Linked DNA regions of Muntiacus reevesi: region 2 is linked to region 1. The links are chromatin contacts, called in public Hi-C maps. All regions are on one chromosome and are shown on one strand. Each heading gives the region's core, a stretch centred on a gene start, on an enhancer-like site or on the middle of the called end of the contact. The rest is flanking DNA. Distances are from core to core; before and after follow the strand shown.

Region 1 (7,247 bases), core at 3,190-5,689:
CCCCTTTAAAAAGTGGTTCAGTTGTTTTCCTGGAAATGATGGCCCATTTCATTCATTTTCTGAGAAAATATCTGCTAAATACTCAAGTCTTGTTGTTATTCAGTTGCTCAGTCGTGTCCGACTCTTTGCGACCCCATGGACTGCAGCATGCCAGGCATCCCTGTCCTTCACCATCTCCCAGTGCTTGCTCAAACTCATGTCCATTGAGTCGGTGATGCCATCCAACCAAGTCTAAATAGTATAGTTTAATCTATCATTATATAAGTTTTTGTTCAAGTGAAAATGGTGGGAATTTCAGAGAATCTGTGAAGTTGACACTATTTTAATAATACTTAGATTTTACTATTTTAATAATAATACTTAGATTTTACTTGCCATTTTCACTGAGTTATCTTGATATAAAAAGCAATCGTGAATAAAACTACTAGCACTTAGCATCAATCAAGATAGTGACACCAAACTACTAGTAGTCATTGTATTCTTCACTGCCATATACTCTCAACAAAAATAAACAGAATAAAAAATCGACTCCGTTTCACTTAAGAATGTCCTTGATTAGGGCTTCCCTGGTGGCTTAGTGCTAAAGAATCTGCCTGCTAAATCAGGGGACACAGGTTCATTCCCTGATCTGGGAAGATCCCACTTGCCTTGGAGCAGCATAGCCCATGTGCCACAACTATTTGGCCTGTGCTCTAGAGCCCACATGCCACAACTACAGAAGCCCGTGTGCCCTGGAGCCTGTGCTCCACAACAAGAAAACCCCGCCCAGAATGAGAAGCCTGCGCGTTGCAATAAAGAGTAGCCCCTGCTTGCCACAACTAGAGAAACGCCCACGCAGCAACCAAGACCCAGCGCAGCCAAAAATAAATAAAATTATTTTTAAAAAGAATGTCCTTGATGAAATAAAACTGATTTTATGAAATCTTAGCCCACAAGGACATATCTTTTCGAATGATCAAAACTGGTAGTATGCATAAACCATTTCTGCTGCCACCAAAGCACAGTGGTTTTTTTTAAGAAAAAGCACTTGTTATTATTTGAGTTGCAGACTAAATGGACTCTTTTTTTCTTTCTCTCTCAAGGAACATCATTCTTTACTTGGAAGACTGACAAACTGCAATTATTCAGAATTTGGTGTTTGACAGATATTTTCTTGAAAATGAACCAAGTAGGCTTGTCACTTTAAGGAAAAAAAGAGACACGATTTGCTACCAGTAACCAAATTTAGGCTATCAAGTAAAAACTTCAAATTGTGGAAAACTTATATCATCACTGTTAGTTTTTCAGCTTACTAACACTGTAAGACTTTTCTCAAGAGATCAGCGATGATACTAACAATATGTACAAAGAACATTATTTTGGTATACACAATGAAATGTGTCAACACTTAGAGGGCCTGTATAATTCAGTGAGCCAACACTTTCCAAATGAGCAATTTAAGATATTATAAAATCACATATGGGTAAAAGGTCCATTCAATACTCAACATAGATTAATGAATTTTAATATAATAAGAGAATGAAAAGCTGATCATATCCTACCTTCTATCTAACTTCTAAGATATTTGAAATGGCTATTGAAGTATTTCTCCCTTACTATATATTTATGTGAAGTGGGCTTTTTTAAGATGACTTAAAAAAAAACTTTGTTTTTTGGTTGTGCTGGGTCTTCACTGACGCACAAGGGTTTTCTCTAGTATGGCAAGTGGGGGTTACTTTGTTACAGCCCATGGATTTCTCACTGCAGCGGCTTCTTTTGCTGTGGAGCAGAGGCTTTAGGTGTACGGGCTCAGTAGTTGTGGCCTGCGGGTTCTAGGATGCACAAGCTTCAGTAGCTATGGCACACAGGCTTAGATGCTCTGCAGCATGTGGAATGTTCCCAGACCAGGGATCGAACCCTTGTCTCCTGTATTGGCAGGAGGTACCACTAGGGAAGTCCCGAAGTGGGTTTTTTCATACTTCAGCCAAAACTTCATATTCTAGGAGTTTGAATGCAGAAGCAGATAAAAGAACACAGCTGTCTTATATTAAGCTGGACATTGAAGAAGGGGGCTTCCCTGGTGACTCAGATGGCAAAGAATCTGCCTGCAACGCAGGAGACGCAGGTTTGATCCCTGGGTCAGGAAGATCCCCTGGAGAAGGAAACGGCAACCCACTCCAGTATTCTTGCCTGGAGAATTCCATCAATTAGAGAAGCCTGGCGGCATACGGTCCATTGGGTCGCAAAGAGTCAGACACAACTGAGCAATTAACACCTTTATATACCGACACTGAAGTCATATGCAAAGTTGTTTTTTTTTAAAAAAAAGACACTATCTTTTTCACTAAATTGTTTTGGAAAAGTTATTTTTCATGAAACATATTCTTGTTAACATGTAATGGTCTTTTTATTGTTATTTTATTGATTTATGTATGGTTGCACTGGGTCTTTGTTGCAGCATGTAGGCTTTCTTTAGTTATGGGTTTCTCATTGTGGTGGCCTCTCTTCTAGTGGAGCACAGGTTCTAGAGCAGATGAGCTTCGGTAGTTGCAGCACCCAGGTTTAGTTGCCCCGCAGCACGTGCAATCTTCCTGGACCAGGGATCAAACCTATGTCCCCTACAATGGCAGGCAGACTCTTAACTGCTGGCCCACCAAGGAAGTCCTCTTATTGTTATTTTAAAATGAATTACCAGGTATTTTAAATATTTCTCAGTTTTAATTTTTAATTTGGTGACTATCGACAGCTATAACCAAAAACAAAGGCTCTGTGGGAGTCTTCAAGAATTTTTAAGAATGTAATGGTATTCCAAGGCCAATATGCTTGAGACTCACTGATTTAAAATGTGTCAGATCCTATCACCTAATAGTCTTCCAATGGCTCCCCATATACTCAGGATAAAAGCCACAAGTCCTTACATAGGCCCACCAGGCTCTACTCTTATCTGTTCCCTCTCCATAAGCTATACCTCCACTCTCCCCCCGCTCATTCCCTTCAGCCATACTTGTTTCTTTACTCTTCATCCAATAAGCCATACACAATTGTCTTAGGTACTTTTCACTGGAAGTTTTCTTGGCCTGGAGAGTAATCTCCCCCGTTTCTGCATGCCTTCCTTAAAGTCTTTGCACAAATGTCACCTTCTCAATAGTCTAACACAAGGCAGCCTATTTAAACTGCAATGCTACTGTTACTCCATTCTCCACAGTTCCTTCTAACATTTGCTTTTATCTACAATTGATGCAGTGTGCTGCTCCCCCAACTAGTGTTAATATAAGCCCCTAAAGCATGGAAAATGCCTGTCACATAGGACTCAACAAATACTTGTTGAATGTTGAAGGAATGAAAGAATTCGTCTGACAGCTTGTCAAGTCTCAAGACACATCCACAAAGTCCCCAAAGAGCGAATGCAATCTGCAGAGAGAGGACAACGCCAGCAAAGATTTTCTTTCTTTCTTTTTTTTTTTTTGAATGAAAGAAAAAGAAGGGATACCATGATCACATTTTTCCATACTGAAAGCGTTATGGGCCTGAAAAAAGCTCTTGGGAAAAGTCTGGGTTGGGGAATGTTATAAAGGTTATGCAGGGAGCATTTAAGTGTCTGGCAATGAACGCTGGCCCTGAACTACCTACCCAGCCCCTTGCTAACCCTCCCCTTGTTTATCCCTCCTATTCTCCCGCCTCCCCCAAAGCCACAGTCCCAAAGCCCTCCCTGGAGCCCTCCACCAGAACATATGTAGTCCACACCAAGAGACTGAAACATTTCTAAACTTTATGTAAAAAGCAACAATCAACTAGCCGAAAACGAGCCTCTAAATCCCGTCTCACTCCAGTGCCGTCTTCTCTAAAGTTTGCTCCACGGTCCAGTCACAGTTCTCAGAGGTCCTGACGGTCTCCCAACGCTGTGTTCCACAGGAAAACAGGGTCCACAGGAAGGCAGGTCATGCGGGACGCCCTGGGTAAGCACCTCTGTGGAAGGAAAGCACGAGAAGGAGAGACATGGAGAATCAGTTCACTTAAGAACAAGCGAGAATGCAGGCAAACCCGGGGAACTCAGGGACAGGTACTCACGTACAGCAGTGATACCGCGGGGACTCAGTTCTCCTCCGGCTTGTCGGCTGGCGGGCCGCAAGGCTGCAGCATCTTCTCCATCAAGTTGAAGCGGACTCGTGCTTTGCTCTCATTCTCGGCAATGGCGAAGTAGTTGAGAAGATCGAAGTGGCCCATGTAGGAGCAGTAGGAGTCGCGGTGCTGGTTCACCAGCCATTCCCACTTCGTGGTGTCCGCGTGGCCGGTGCCGATGTACTTGGACTGCAGATGCTCTAGCTGGCTGTGAATGGTGTAGCGGTCCGTCATCTCACCGCTTTTCCCTTTGCGCCCAGGTGAGAGGCAGCCGACTACAGGAAGGCGCTCTGGGACTTCAAGCGGGACTGCGGAACTTCCGCACCCGCGCGGTCGCAGGCGGATGGCGTCACAGCGACGAAGCCGTGCAGATTTGCCGTCCCAGGACTCAGAGGCGGAAGCGGAAGTGTAGTCTGTCACCGAATTGGAGTTGCCTAGGCGACGCTACAAGTAGGCCGCCCCTGTAGAGAGTCCCGCCCCCTTCACAGAGCGTTGCATGCTGGTCCTTTTAGTGGCCCTTTTCTGAAAGGAGCTTTGCATGCTGGGACTTGTGGTCTATGAGGGCTGGTAACTCAGGCTTTTTAGGAACCCTGAGAAATGTTTAAAGGGTTTCCCTGGTGGCTCAGTGGTAAAGAAACCGTATGCCAATTCAGGAGACATGGGCTCTAGCCTTGGGTCGGGAAGATCCCCTGAAAAAGAAAATGGTAACCCACTCCAGTATTCTTGCCTGGGAAATCCCATTGACATAGAAGCCTGGCCGGCTACAATCTATGGGGTCGCAAAAAGAGACACAATTTAGCGACTAAACAACAACAAGAAATGGAGAGATGTTTAAAAGGATGTTGGCGGCTTAATGGAGGGAGGTGTCTGGAAGGCAAGAGGCATGCTCAGGAGGTTTGGGGCCAAATGGAAATGAGAAACTCTCCAGGACAGGCAGGAACTGGGAATATGAACTCCTGGTATGACCCCGCTTTCGGAGCTAACGAGGCACAGTGGTAACCCGTTCACAACCGTGAGTGGGTCACCTTGAGGTCAGGAGACGCAAGTTCTGGGCCCAGCCACCTTTTACAAGTTGTGTGGAAAGTTATTTCATCGCTTGCAGGGCTGCCGTTTCTTGCCTGGTCACCAAAGTATAGCACCAGTTCCGACACGTTCGGGCGCCTGCATCAAGCCGCTGCTTCCTCTTGAGCTTCTAATTTTGATATTCTCCCTTCAACTTCTCACCCCGCCCTACACGCCCTCAGCCTATAAATCTTTCTCAACGTTCTATGCTGCTCGCCTCCCCAGATCTCCGTTCCTGCTGTTCCCGCTGCTTGGAATGTTTTGTTCCCCCTGGCAAACACTTTTCTCTTTAAGTCACCTCGAAAGTATCTCCTTGAAATTGACTGACTACACCAGACAGATGGAAATTCTTCCTCTTTACATCTCTATGTTATTATCACTTTAAATCCAACTTTTGGTTTAAAGAACTTCCTCACACGAATACAAACTACTTAAGAAAAATTGTTTGCGTCTGTTGATGATGTATCATATGCTTCTTTTATGATATCCTCATAGCCTGACAGAGAATGTTTCTCTAAAAACTTTTGATGAACGGATAAACAACTGTATGGTAGCCATATAGAAAGAACTCTTTACGGGGTGAAAGACAACTTTAAAATACTTCTATTCTGGTGCAAAATGGCAGTTACGTAGTACCAGTAAGTCTAGAGAGGTACAGCATGATGATTATGGTTAATGCTATACTGAATGTCGAAATTTTCCAGAGAGTAAATTTCAGGTGCTCTCGTGAGTTTGAGTAAGCACAGGAGATGGTGATGGACAGGAAGCCTGGCGTGGTGCCCTCTATGGGGTTGCAAAGAGGACTGAGCGGCTCAACAACTCTAATGGGAGGAGATGCATATATTAATTAGCTTGACAGTAGTAAACAACGTTTCACTGTGTATACGTATATGAAATCTTTTTGCACCCCTTAGATACACGCAGTTGTTTTTTTTTTTTTAAGAAAGATTGAAAAAAGAAAATGACACAAATATTCTTAAAGCATCAAATAAGTGTATCAATAATGAAAAAAAAAATGTTACCCCTTCAGTTCAAACTTTGTTACAACAAATGTTTCCTTCCTAAAACCTAGAAACTAATATAAGGCATGCTTGTGGATTTACCATCCAGATGTATCAAACTTGGCCTTTTGCCATTTTTGCTTCCAACTTCATTATTTCGTTTTGGCTTTGTTTTTTTAAAGAAATAAACTCGAAAAGTTCTCTGTATTGATGTCCCTAACTTACTCACTTTAGGATCCTATCTTGAGTTTAGAATTAATCATTCCTGAGCCCATGCTTTTGACTGCTGCAAGTTTGTATATCCATAAACAGTAGATGTCTTTTTTTATGCATGTTTTAAAGCTTCATAAATCTCATGGACAGAGGAGCCTGGTGGGCTACAGTCCATGGGGTTGCAAAAGAGTCGGACACCACTTAGCGACTAAACAATGACAATAAATGACACAGATAAACATGTGTACTGTTATGAAAGTTGTTTTTTTTCCTTGTCAGCATCCTTGTTGATATACATAGCTATAGCTATGTGTTTTATTTAGCATTTAAAAAAATGTGTTTATTAACCTGTTGTATTCTTGTTTCTGTGAATTGCATATTCTTATCCTTTGCCCATTTTCTTATAGGGATGTTTGTCTTTTTCTTACTAATTTTTAAGGAGATCTTTAAATATTCAGGATACTAGACTTGCCACTTGCATGCAATGAAAAATTTTTTTTCCAGTCTAGGGTTCATCTTTACTCTTTATTTATGGTATGTTTTGTTATACAGAAGTTAATTTTAAAGTAGTCAGATGTATCAACCTTCCTTTATGGTTTGTCCTTTTTGTATTTGGTTTGAAAAATGAAATTTAAAAAAAAATCCTTTTCTACTCCAGGACCATAAAAAACAGTTTTCTTAATTTTCCTGTAAAAGTTTTAGAATTTTGCTTTTTCATATTTAGAAACTTAATTCACCTGGAAGGTTTTGTTTCTTTAGGGATCTAATTAGAAGGAAATGGCAATTGACTCCAGTATTCTTGCCTGGAAAATCCTGTAGACAGAGGAGCCTGGCAGGCTCTACAGTTCATGGGGTCACAAAGAGTAAGACATG
Region 2 (7,247 bases), core at 1,742-4,241, 560 kb before region 1:
ATCAGCCGAACACTTAGTCCCTTGAATCAGTCATATAAATATGTCTACTCTGTCTGGGTGCTGCAAAAATGCTAGTATCCTCCCTATTATTATATGTACACCGGGCACCTCACTTTCAAATTCCTCAGAACACATTAGCTACCCCTAAATCTGGTACTAGCTATGCTTCTGGTCTGATTGTAAACTCTTCTCAGAAGTACACAGGACACTTTCTATTACTTCAACAAGTCTTCAAAGTAGTTTAAGATTTGAAGTTCCTTCAGTGGAGGTGGGCCGGGGGGTGGTTGGACAAAGTCCAAGATTTATCACAAGCATTCTTTTCCCTTTGTTTAAGACCTGGAAGAAACATTGTGTGTGTGAGTCGCTCAGTCGGGTCCAACTCTGTGACCCTGTGGACTGTAGCCCGCCAGGTTCCTGTGTCCGTGGGATTCTCCAGGCAAGAATTCTGGAGTGGGAAGAAACATATACTACTGACCAAAAAAAAAAAAAGGTGCAAACTAAGGACCTCCTTGACCCTGTGTAGATAAACTAGGTAATCACACCCTTAGGAGTTTATAGTCCAATTGTGGCTCAGATGGTAAAGCGTCTGTCTGCAATGCAGAAGACCTGGGTTCAATCCCTGAGTAGGGATGATCCCCTGGAGAAGGAAATGGCAACCCACTCCAGGACTCTTGCCTGGAAAATCCTATGGACGGAGGAGCCTAGTAGGCTACAGTCCATGGGATGGCAAAGGGTTGGACATGACTGAGCGACTTCACTATACTTTAAGAGACAAAAATGTCAAGGCCAGAGAGATCCTACAGACTACTAGGAGTTCAACCATCCCATTTAACAGAGTAAGAGGCAATACTCTAGGGGGATACAGTGACTTGCCCAAGGTCATATCAAATAGGTATACACTGCTACATTTAAAATGATTAACCAACAAGGATCTGTTGTATAGCACAGGGAACTCTGTTCAATGTTATGTGGAAGCCTGGATAAGAGGGAGTTTGGGGGAGAAAGGATACATATATATGTATGGCTAAGTTCCCTTGCTGTCCACCTAAACTATCAGGACATTCTTTTTTTTTTTTTAATAATAACATTCTTAATCAGTTATACTCCAATACAAAATTAAAAGTTTAATTTTTTTTTAAAAGGTAGTAGAAAGACTCAAATGTTCAGTCCAGAAGTCTAGAGAATAGTGTAGAGGATACGAAAGGAGAGAAAGAAAACACATGTCTGATACACAAAGGGGAAAAGTTCAATGGCCGAATAAACTTAGCTATTTCTAAAACCACTATTGAGTCCTCTATGGTAGGATCTCTCAAAATTTCATCTGTGCAAGCTCCCCATAAATATTCTGAGGAGAGTTCCTGGAGCAAATGAAAATAAATGGAAGAGACCAAAACTTTTCAGCATTTCCACATCCCCTGACCTCCGGGTCTCTTATCCATAGAAAGATGTAAATGCAGCTTAATTTGAGACATTTCAACCTTCACGTGCATTTACTATCATCCTCACGACTTATGCTGCCCAGCATATATTATTGAAATCATTTGGGGGAAGGACAGAAATTTTGATATCACATGAAAACTCCTTTTTTCCAGCTGGAAAAATTTAGTAACATAAAACGAGTTCAGGAATTAACTATTTAAAGCATATTTCAACATTAAAGTATCAAACAAAAATTTATGTGTCCTATAAGTTTAATGGGGAGAATAAATTTTGAAGTGGGCTGAAAGACTGCATCATGAAATCAAATCAGGTATGATGACCAACATTTGTTTTTCCAAAATGGAATGAAAGAGAAATACCAGGAAAACTGTGCTTAGGAAGGTTAAGCATCATTTTGTAAAACTTTTGTCTCAATTATACCTATGTGTATACTGGGCGTTTACTGGAATGTAACACAAAATAGATTTTTTCTTTTTAAACTGTAAGTCACTTACAGTTTAAGGGATCGCAAAAGTCGAACCCGACTTAGCGACTAAACCACCACCACCACTTTCAAAAAAGTATGAGAAACAAGTTTTTAAAAATATGCATAAATGTGCGTGTATGATTTATATACCTATACATATACGCCAAATGCACTTTTATCCTTATTAAAGAGTTCGCTGGCACACATAAGTACGGGTAAAGCTTGGGTTGTACACAAAGCTTATCAGAGCCCTCCTTAATCAGAGTCCTGAAGGGAGTGAGAGGAGAAAGTCAAAGGGCAAAGGTCAAGCGGACGGATGGACGAAAGAATGAATGAATGGTGGAATCTGCTCAGGGGGCTGTTTTTATCCTGCTCTCTACCAGAAACATCCTCAGCCTCCATCCTTCTCCTAGACAGGTTCAAGGGGTCATACAGACAAGATAATGGAAACTCGCGGATCTGCCAGGGTCCGCAGGAAAGAAGGGGACGCGGCACGCACGTGCCAGCAGCCCCGAATAGGGATGTTGACGCTTACTTCAAACCAGTGAAAAAGAAACAATTTCAGTATTTCCTCTCTTCCTTCCCTCACAGCCACTGTGAGAATGGACTAAAGAACATTTCAGGACAGTAAAAACCAGCTGTTTACCCAGAGATCGTGAGCACCGTCGAGATTACTGAGACCCAGAAAGCACCCCGGGGACGTTTACTCAAATGTTCGGTCGGGATAAGCCGGGGAAAGTTCCGACCCCGTGCGTCCACGCCCCGGCCCCCTCACCATCTGCATCGCCTGCTCCATCCACTTTGCGGTCTCCTCCGCAGACGCCGAGTACGCGCCATCGTTAGCCGCCGTGGACCCCGCCTTCGCCTCCATACTGCACCCGGGTCGCCTCGCTCTGCTGCAGAGGCCGCGGGGAAATAGGAGCACAGGCCACGGAACGCGGCGGATGCGGGCTGTCGTTTCCGGGGGAATCGAATGGTGAGGCACTCGGGAGTGAATTCTGGACGGACCTGGGCGCCCCGGACCAGTGAGCTGCGGCAGCAACAGAAAAGGGCAACTGCTCAGCTCTAGTCCACGCCCCCTTCCCGCTCCGGTAACAGTGTCAGCGGAAAGTCGCCTTTGTGATTTCTGGAGAGCACCGAGCAGGACTCGGCCGTCCAGCCCGGTCGTCCGTGCCAGGCGACAGAAAAAGGGTTTCCTGGTGGACCATCATCCCTTCCCTCTAGACAGCCCGCACCCCGGGGGCCTGAAAATGCTTAGATCTGCGTGGAATTTTCTGAAACGTCACAAAAAGAAATGCATCTTCCTTGGCACGGTCCTTGGAGGTGGGTGACAGCGTTCTTGGCAAGGCGCATTGGAAGAAGGGGGTGGGAGAGGGGTGTCTGGCTTCTAAAATAGAGGCGGAGAAACCACAGCCCAGGATTCGATCAACCATGAGACGGGGTATGGGGTGACAAACTTCGAAGGCTCTTTAAAGAAAGAAAGTGAAGTCGCTCAGTCGTGTCCGATCCTTTGCGACCCCAGGGACTGTCCCCTACCAGGCTCCTCCATCCATGGGGTTTTGCAGGCAAGAGGACTGGAGTGGGTTGCCATTTCCTTCTCCAAGGCTCTTTACATTTCTGCAGTTGTGAAATGTGTGCCCTTTGCCCTGCCACTGCCCCTTACTCTGTGTTTTTCGCCTTTTACTCACTGCCTTTGGGATAACCCACCTTAGTGTTTGGTGGTGGTGGTGGTGGTGGTGGGGATTGTTTGTTTGTTCCTTGGGTTCTTTTCTCTCTTTCTTTTTTTTTCCTCTTCTGTTTCAAGGCACCGTTCTCTTACACATTTTTTTTTTTTCTTATTGTCTTCTCTTGTTTTCCCATGAGATTTGCCACTCCCAGTGCTTGATTTGGCGTTCATCCTTCGCAGAAGTTTCACAATATTCGAGGAGAGTAAACTAAAGCTTGCACTTCGAGTCTTGTTTAAAGTGAATTCGAATTTTTTTTTTAAAACAGCACAGTTGTATTGAAGGACTGTGCTAGAAGGTATATGCTAGACAAAGAAAGACAGATCAATATTTTAGCTCTGTTCCTGCTCTTTTAGAACACAAACTATGTAGTAAACTAGGTAGTAAGAAAGTGCTTGCAGGATGCTGGGCAAGCAGGATCTTCAAGACTGGGATGAATTCCCACCTAATTCATATAATTAAGTTACCCAGGCTGAGAGGAGATTTAGAAACAGATTAGATAACAATCTTGAGAGCCTTTTCCTCATAAGATAGTCATGTCCTAATGAGTGGAGATCTAAAGGAAAGAACAGAATGTCTTGGGTGATACAGGAGAAAGAAATGCAGGAATGTTAAGAGGGGATTTTTAGCATTTGGGTGTTTTGAGAAATATTGTCACTAACTACATACTTTGGTTACAGAAGTAGTAAGAAGCAAAAGTTTCCCAAAGAATTTGGTTGTTTTTCTCTTACTACTGATTCTATTTTATGGCTCCCAAACAATTTGAAATTGACAGTACTCGTAGTATCAGTGATTCAGCTCTATTGATTCTTGAAAATTTGAAACAGGCTTCTTGTTAATGAGGCAAGGAGAGTGTTTTCCTTTTGTCTGAGGTCTATCACAAATCAATAATGATCAAGTATAAGTTTTTAGGGCATTTGAAAAATTCTTTACAGATAAAAACATATTTTTCAGTGTTTTTATCCACTGATATCTAATGTATATTTAAACTGTGCTAAAATTACTGAGTCCACTTATTTGTAGAAGCTAATGATTTCTGTGTGATGGAAGAAGTATAAATAGATTATTTTTGCCATGACTGAAGGTATCTTTAGAACCTAAGAAAAAATAGCATACTCCTTCAGATTTGTGGAACAACCTAATGGTGTATTAGAAATAATCATATGGGAAGCAAAAGAGTGCATTTAAGATACTTTTTCTTTTTTTAAATCTGTCAAGAGCTTTACAGGTACAGATTAACAGGAAAGAGAAAGGCGAGTGAGGGTGGGGGGCGGGGGGGAAGTTCAGAGGAACAGGAAAAGGAAGTAATTCTAGTATTTTATAGCAAAAAGGGATGTCAGTTTAAAAGGAAAAAAGAGTAGATGACCGTGACTGGCATTTCTTTGAGCCTCATAGTTTTTCTGCTTCAAGGGCTGGTTTTATAACATGGTACATATCAATTAATCTAATTTAAGAAACATTTATCCCTTGCCTATAGTGTTGAAGGGCTTCCCTGGTAGCTCAGTCGGTAAAGATCTACCTGCAATTCAGGAGAACTGGGTTTGATCCCTGGGTTAGAAAGATCCCCTGGAGAAGGAAATGGCAACCCACTCCAGTATTCTTGCCTGGAGAATCCCATGGACAGAGGAACCTGGTGGATTGCAGTCCATGAGGTTGCAAGAGTCGGACATGACTTACTGATTAACCACTACCATAGTGTTGCAAGTGATAGGATTGGAAATACAAGATTCACAGAGATTTTTTTAATAGTAATAGCTACCATTTTGGGGGTGCCCAGTGGGCCCTTATATGAAGTTCTGTTGAGTGGGGTTGATGGCAGGATAGCTATTGTTATCTGCATTCAAAAACATGGCAACCAGACTGCTAAGAATTTAACAAACTTGCCAAGGATCCCAGAGTTAGTAACAGGGAAGCTAAAACTCAAACCCCAATGTGTTGGATCAAGAGCACATTCTCTTTCTACACTGTGTCATTGTGTCTTCATGAACTTTATGGTCTGAGAGGAATGAAAACAAATGACTTCGTTTGTTCCAGCTGGTATAACAAGATATCACAGCCTGGTTGGCTTATAAATAACAGAAATTTATTTCTGACAGTTCTGGAGCCTGGAAGTCTAAGATCAGGGAGCAAACGTGGCTTGGTGAGGGCCTGCTCCTGAGTTAGATCCTCACATGGCAGAAGGGTCTGGGGATCTCAGTGAAGTTCCTTTAATAAGAACATTAATCTCATTCTTGAGGGCTACACACCCAAGCCCTAAGCACTTCCTAAAGACTCCATCCTCCCAACACCAGGGAATGGGGCCTTAGAATTTCCACAGATGAATGTAGAGGAGATAGAAACATTCAAGCCATAGCAACAAGTATGCAAAACAGTAAGAGCTGAAAAAAATTATATCAAACTGGCAAATAGCATGTGCAGTTGGGGAAAAAAATTAGGAAAAGGCTTCATGGAAGAAGTGGCACATTTTGATAGACTTGCAAATTAGGTAAGATATCAACATTCCTACGCAAGAAGCTTGTCCATCTAATGGTGGGGGAAAAAAAAAAACTCAATAAAAACTGAGTTATGGGCCTTCTTAAGTAGGAATTTGGATGATTAACTGCTTTAGAGAAAGTTGTACAGTTTGATCAGTTTTAAGACTAGAGCAGTGCTTCTCAAACTTTTTGGCCTGAGGTCTCCTTTACACTTTTAAAAATTAAGGACTCTAAAGAGCTCTATAAAATGTATGTCTAATAATAATTGTTTCCATATTAATATAAAACCAGAGTATTTTTGAAATAGTAATTATTTTAAAATGCCAATGGTAAATCTGTCACATATTAACATAAATATTATTTTCAGAAAACAAGTGAGCAAAGTAGCATTGTTTTGCATTTTTACAGATCTCTTTACTGTCTGGTTTATAGCTCTGCCCACATTTAGTCAGCTGCAATACGCACTTGTCGTGTAGTCTTTAGAAAACTCCACTGTACACTCACTCATACGAGAAGGAGAGTGAAAAAGGCAAAGAGCATTTGTATTATTACAGAAATAATTTTTACTCACAGATGCCCTAAAAGGTTATTGTATACCTGCAGGAGTGCCCAAGCCACACTTTGAAAACCTCTGTGCTAGGTGACTCAAGGCAATAAAGAATTCGCCTGCAGTGCAGGAGACACAGGTTTGATTCCTGGATTGGGAAGATGCCCTGGAGAAGGAAATGGCAACCCACCCCAGTGTTCTTGCCTGGAAATCCCATAGATAGAGGAGCTTGGTGGGCTACAGTCCATGGGAACCCAAAGAGTCAGACACGCCTGAGCGAATAACACTTTCTCTTTTTTTCTCTTTAATGCTAGCGAAAGTGTTGCAGAGAACAACCAAATTCATATGTATTCACTTGCTGATTTATAAAAATATCAAAGTGTTGATTTGTAATTTATATCTTAGTCCCTGTAATCTCTTGGTCTCTTTAGTTTTTCATTTATTCATCCATTCATTCAACAAACATTTGAATGAGAGTGACTAGTCTCCCTGTTTTCAACTCAGGTGACAGAGAAATAAGACTCAATTTTTGACTTTGAGGAACTCATAGTGCGTCCAGAAAGCAGAAGTGGAAATAAACAAAGGTAGTGCAGTCA

Evidence for each region. A called contact is a pair of places that touch in the nucleus more often than the background predicts.
Region 2: a contact with region 1 is called in a Hi-C map of blood, with 2.8 times the contacts expected there. The contact joins the promoter of PEX3 here to the promoter of SF3B5 in region 1. A contact is called at or near these places in 2 of 3 Hi-C or Micro-C datasets (blood and muscle).

Annotation. Positions count from the first base shown.
Region 1 is chr3:177,776,379-177,783,625 of mMunRee1.1, reverse strand. SF3B5 (splicing factor 3b subunit 5) reads right to left here and starts at 4,439. Exons shown (of 2, transcript XM_065927763.1): 1 at 4,048-4,439; 2 at 3,732-3,945. The coding sequence starts at 4,332. The coding sequence ends at 4,072.
Region 2 is chr3:178,335,100-178,342,346 of mMunRee1.1, reverse strand. It overlaps PEX3 (peroxisomal biogenesis factor 3), which reads left to right and starts at 2,991. Exons shown (of 12, transcript XM_065931230.1): 1 at 2,991-3,229. The coding sequence starts at 3,157. ADAT2 (adenosine deaminase tRNA specific 2) reads right to left here and starts at 2,858. Exons shown (of 6, transcript XM_065931238.1): 1 at 2,682-2,858. The coding sequence starts at 2,777.